2 separate regions of the Mus musculus genome follow, and region 1 is linked to region 2. The links are chromatin contacts, called in public HiChIP or PLAC-seq maps. All regions are on one chromosome and are shown on one strand. Each heading gives the region's core, a stretch centred on a gene start, on an enhancer-like site or on the middle of the called end of the contact. The rest is flanking DNA. Distances are from core to core; before and after follow the strand shown. Region 1 overlaps Msi1 (musashi RNA-binding protein 1). Region 2 holds the start of Unc119b (unc-119 lipid binding chaperone B).

What was found. HiChIP or PLAC-seq counts read pairs in DNA pulled down with a chosen protein or histone mark.
Region 1: an H3K4me3 HiChIP or PLAC-seq map of embryonic stem cells shows a contact between it and region 2, with 4 times the contacts expected there. The contact joins the enhancer-like site here to the promoter of Unc119b in region 2. A contact is called at or near these places in 15 of 484 Hi-C or Micro-C datasets (the G1E-ER4 cell line, Sertoli cells, cardiomyocytes and 7 more), 7 of 115 datasets of contacts at active chromatin or transcription factors (embryonic basal ganglia, embryonic forebrain, embryonic limb bud and 3 more) and 4 of 9 other capture datasets (adipose tissue, embryonic stem cells, liver and 1 more).

Annotation. Positions count from the first base shown.
Region 1 is chr5:115,443,051-115,445,750 of GRCm38.p6, reverse strand. It overlaps Msi1 (musashi RNA-binding protein 1), which reads right to left. Exons shown (of 15, transcript NM_008629.2): 10 at 276-356. Among named protein-coding and RNA genes, the nearest start is that of Msi1, 15 kb to the right of the region's middle. Within about 2 kb of position 1,415, at least 8 of the 459 cell types and tissues checked have an H3K27ac peak or open chromatin away from gene starts, as enhancers often do. A contact at or near this core is called in embryonic stem cells, where this site is marked.
Region 2 is chr5:115,133,555-115,136,254 of GRCm38.p6, reverse strand. It overlaps Unc119b (unc-119 lipid binding chaperone B), which reads left to right and starts at 1,280. Exons shown (of 5, transcript NM_175352.4): 1 at 1,280-1,588. The coding sequence starts at 1,345.

The DNA of each region.
Region 1 (2,700 bases), core at 166-2,665, 310 kb before region 2:
TTTGGAGGGACTGGCAATTTTTAAGTCGGGCAGGGATGGAGAAAGTCAGAAAACAGGCAGAGAATGGATGGCCTGGGCAAAACTGTACCATGCAGGGCTACACCAGGATCCCCACACTCTCGGTGGAGGGGGTGGGAGAAAGAGACTCCTCGGACACGCCCTTCCTTCCAAGCATCCGGCCATGCACTCTAGATGCCCGCCACCCTGAGGAGGAGTCACACTGTCTGGAACTGGGGACATGCTGGACATGTGGAGAGACACCCAGGGGGACTTACCGGGGAACTGGTAGGTGTAACCAGGGGCAAGGCCTGTGTAACTCCGGCTGGCGTAGGTCGTGGCTTGGAACCCTGGGTAACCTGATGGGACAAAGCGACGGGGTGAGAAACCTTGCCCTCAGCGGGGGGCAAGGCCAGCTTGGATCTGAGGGTGCTCATAGTCTTCCTACAGCTAGCTTGTCACAGATAAGCCTTAGGTTTCCAGTAGACTTCTATGCACCAAGCCCCAAGCTGGGCACAGCGTTTATCATCTTACAAGACCTCTCAAGTGCTGTATCAGGGAGGCCTGGTGAGGGGCTCACACGGAAACTGAGGCACAGAGAGCTGAAACTGGATAAGAACAACACAACCCTGTTACCCAACTCTTCCCACCCGGGCTCCCATCTTCTTCTGCTCCCGATCTCTCACACAGCTTTCTCTTCCTGCCTCTACGCCCCGACTTGCTGTTTCTCAAGAGTTTGCAGAGATCAGACCAGGGCCCTTGCACACAATGCCATCTCTGCCCGTGGCACCCACACGAGACCACTGAGGCCTTGTTACGCTGGTGTCAGGCAGGTCTCTCCTCTCTCTGCACGGAGGCTACAGTTCCTCCTGCGTCGTCCCGCGATTCCTCTGAGGGTGGGCATTCTATCACCCAGAAGAAGAAAGCCTTCTGTCAGTGCTCACGGAGCACTGGAATTCCGGTTCAGATCCGATTAGCTCCCTGGTTCTCCCTCACCAGCCCTTGCAGGCTCAGCATGTGTGGTGCATGGGTGTGTATGCATGCAAGGGCTCAGCAACTCACGAGTGTCCTTTCCTGTTGCTCTCTGCCTTATTTTATTTTGAGGCTGGGTCTCTCCCAGGGCCTAGAGCTTCCCCACCGTCTACACTGTGTGACCAGGAAGGCCCCAGCACTAGGTTCCAGATGCATGCTTTCACGACAGCGCTGTGGATAAGAACTCCCCGTGACTGCGCAGCTGATGCTCTACCCACTGGGCCATCCCCGCAGCTCCCGACTGACTGCACCATTTATTACTTTTTTCTATAGCTGTTCGAAATCACTTAAGCCAAAAACAACTGACCGCAGACAAAGGTGTTTCTCAAAGTGCTGGATGGGAAGACAACAAAAGAGAGGCAGTGAACCGCCTCATTCCAGCCCCAGACGGTCCGGGGAGGACCAAGACTTGCTTTGAGAGAGCTCCACCTCCAACACACCCTAAGCTGGTCACCTCAGCGAGGTAGAGAGTTCAAGGTCATCCTTGGTTACGAACCAGTTCTAGACTATCCTGGGCTACATGGGTCCGTCTCAAAAAAATTAAAATAAAATAGAGCCAGGCATGATACCACATACCTTTAATCCCAGCCCTTGAGAGACAGAGGCAGGTGGACCTCTGTAAATCTGAGGCCAGCCTGGCCCAGGACAGCCAGGGCTAAAAAGTGAGACGCTGTCACAAACAAACAAACAAACAAACAAGCTGGCAATAGCAAAAAAATTTTTCGGTCAACTAATAATAGTAGGAAATAGTACATTAGATGTAAATATTTCATCAATATAAAACTATAATGCGCTAACACCCCCCCCCCCCGTATGTGCCCACAATTATAAAGATTAAAAAAATACATTATGGCAGTTGAAGGGAGAGGCAGAGGCAGGCAGATCTCTGTAAGCTTAAAGCCAGCCTGGTCTACAGAGCAAGTTCCAGGTTACCCAGTTACCAACAGATCCTGTCTTTAAAAAAAAAAAACCAGTTTTAAGGAAAAGACCTTTCCTCAAAAGACTCAGGAAAAACTCACACATACTGGGCTGGAGAGATGGCTCAGCACTTCTTCATCTCTCCAGCCTTGTCCTGGAACAGGCTAGCCACTAACTCCCCCTGGCCGTATGTTCATCTTCTCAATGTTTGTCTTCACCCTTGATTATTTGTATGTATGTGTTTGTGTATATGTCTGGTCTATGCATATTGCCTGCACGGGGAAAGTGAGGAGCTGCGGGATTCCCTGGAACTGGCCGTGTGGGTGTGGGCAGGCATGAGTCCAGGGAGTGAAACCCGGGTTCTCTACAAAGGCAGTTATGACTTTTAACTGCTGAGCTGGCTTTCCAGCCTGTTTACTCTGTGTCTCTGTGTGTGTGTGCATATGCATGTGAGTATGTGTGTATATGTATGTATGTGTATATGTATGTGTGAGTCTGTGTGCCTGTATTATGATGTGTGTGTGTCTGTGTGTCTCTATGTGTGTATGTATATGTATGTGTATCTCTGTATGTATGTATATATATATATGTGTGTGTGTGTATGTGTGTATGTGCTCGAGTGCCCTCTCATGTGTGCTCCCTAAGGACTGAGCATACATATAACACCTCATGATCTAGGTACTTTTGTGAAATTCACCTTTTTTAAAAAAAAAATTAATGTGGCCGGGCATAGTGGTGTACTTGGGAGGCAGA
Region 2 (2,700 bases), core at 31-2,530:
AGGCAAGCAGGCAGGCAGTCCACACTGGAGCAGTAGCTGAGAGCTCACATCTTGACACTAAACCAGATGCAGAGAGGGTTAACAGGGCCTGATGTGGGCTTTTGCTACCTTGAAACCCACTCCCAGTGACACACCTCCTCTGAGACCACACCTCCTAGTTCTTTCCAAACAGTTCTGTCAGCTGGGAAGCAAGTCACATGTGTGAGCCTTATCATTCACATATATGACATCATCACTCCAAGCCCCATACAGAGCTTTCAGGAATTACTAGAACATCAAAAACAAACAAAACCATGAAAACTGTGTTCACCAATCATGGACCATGTAGCTTTGGACTATACCAGAAATCTCTTTTGGGGAGCAGGTAGGATGTTCAAATAATGAATTGATTGAAAAAAAAAAAAGAAGAAGGAGGAGGAGGAGGAAGAGGAGGAGGAGGAGGAGGAGGAGGAGGAGGAGGAGGAGGAGGAGGAGGAGGAGGAGGAGGAGGAGGAGGAGGAGGAGGAGGAGGAGGAGGAGGAGGCCTGGGCTGGAAAGATGGCTCAGCGGTTAAGAGCACTGCTCTTCCAGAGGTCCTGAGTTCAAATCCCAGCAACCACATGGTGGCTCACAACCATCTGTAACAGGATCTGATGCCCTCTTCTGGTGTGTCTGAAGACAGCTACAGTTTACTAAATAAATCTTTTTTTTTTTTTTTGCTGAAGGGACCCTGATATAGCTGTCTCTTGTGAGGCTATGCTAGTGCCTGGCAAATACAGAAGTGGATGCTCACAGTCTTCTATAAGATGGAAAACAGGGTCCCCAATGGAGAAGCTAGAGAATGTACCCAAGGAGCTGAAGGGGTCTGCAACCCTATAGGTGGAACCACAATATGAACTAACCAGTACCCCCAGAGCTCATGTCTCTAGCTGCATATGAAGCAGAAGATGGCCTAGTCGGCCATCACTGGGAAGAGAGGCCCCTTGGTATTGCAAACTTTATATGCCCCAGTACAGGGGAATGCAGGGCCAAGAAGCGGGAGTGGGTGGGTAGGGGAGCAAGGCGGAGGGAGGGTATAGGGAACTTTCAGGATAGCATTTGAAATGTATATAAAGAAAATATCTAATAATTTAAAAAAAAAAAAAAAAAAGCATGTGTTTTAAATATCCAGAGTGACTGGAGTGTGAAGATTCTCAGGTCAGCACCCTCGCACCTTCCAGGAGGCGGCTCCTCCACAGGCCCCGCCCCCAGGAGCCCGGGCCTCGCCCCCCAGGAGCTCAGGCCCCGCCCTGGGCGCCAGGGTCCCGCCCCCGCTCTCCATAGTTACGGCGCCCCTGAGGTGGCGGCCATCTTGGTGGTGGAGCGATGAGCGGGTCGAACCCGAAGGCTGCGACTGCGGGTTCGCAGGCTGGGCCCGGCGGGCTGGTGGCTGGCAAGGAGGAGAAGAAGAAGGCCGGCGGCGGCGTCCTGAACCGGCTCAAGGCGCGACGCCAGGGGCCCCCACACACGCCCGACGACGGCTCCGGGGCCGCCGTCACGGAGCAGGAGCTGCTGGCCCTGGACACGATCCGCCCCGAGCACGTCCTACGCCTCAACCGGGTCACCGAGAGTGAGTGGCGAGCGGGCGGGCGGGCGGGCGAGCCGCGCCCTCCCTGGGCACCGGGCCTGGGAGCGCTCGGCGGGCTGGGCCGGGTCGAGTGCTGCCGACGCCGGGGGTCTGCTCGGGCCGTGCTGCTGAGGGCCCCGCTTCCCAGACCCGGCGAGCGTCTCTGGGCCTGGTCCGACCGACCCTGCCCACCTTGGGTCCCCGTCCTTGCGACCCCAGCCCTTAGCCGGGTTCCTGCCCACCCATCCTGCTGATCTGACCAACCCCAGCTTCCCGCAGCCTGACAGAGCCCCTACCTGCGGACCCCGGCTCCTGACAGCCCCTCCCCCTCTCGACCTTTGCTTTCGGTCCCCTCTGGGGTCGGGGACCCCTTTGTGTCCAGGTAGCTTGTGCTTCCGTCAAACACGTGGCTGTTGCGTTCCTTGCACACTTAAACTTGGTTGCATTTTTTTTCCACATCTCCCCCCACTCTCCCCCCCAAAAAAAAGTTTAAAAGTTTGAGCGTTTGTAGAAACCGAGACGGGGATCTTCTTGCTCTTGAAAATTTCTTTTCTAGTGAATTTACAGTTGGTCGGTGTTTCAGAAGTACGATTTTTTACATCTTTTAAGTCTTTTTTGACTGGTGTAAGGGATGGTGGGAAGAGAGACGTGTCTGCTCCCTGATGATCTACCTCTGCCTTTTGGAAGCTGCCCAGTCCAGCCCTGACCTGACACCCTTTCCTCACCCACCCCCACCCCAGGAGTTTGCAGTCACCTGGTTAGCCTTGGCTTGCCCTTTTCACCTCCCTGCCCTGGAGACTTCTAACCCTGTTTCCCTGAAGGATGTCAGAGTATCCGCTGGATTGCTTCACTGGGGCCCCTGGGGCTGTGAGGTGTAGTTCAGGTTGCTCATGGAAATGGAGTTTGAGGGAAAGTGGCTATTAACTGGCTCAGCCTGTGCAAAAGGAAGCCTCCATCTCCTAAAATAGTTTCAATTTGATTTGGGATGTTTGGTGACCCAGTTTCCTAACACTGTTTGGGGTGGGGACACTCTTTCCTCTGCCCAAAAACAACTGTAGATAGTCATGCTCGCGGTCCCGGAACAGTGAAAAAGCTGCTTCAGTTCTCTGTTTTCA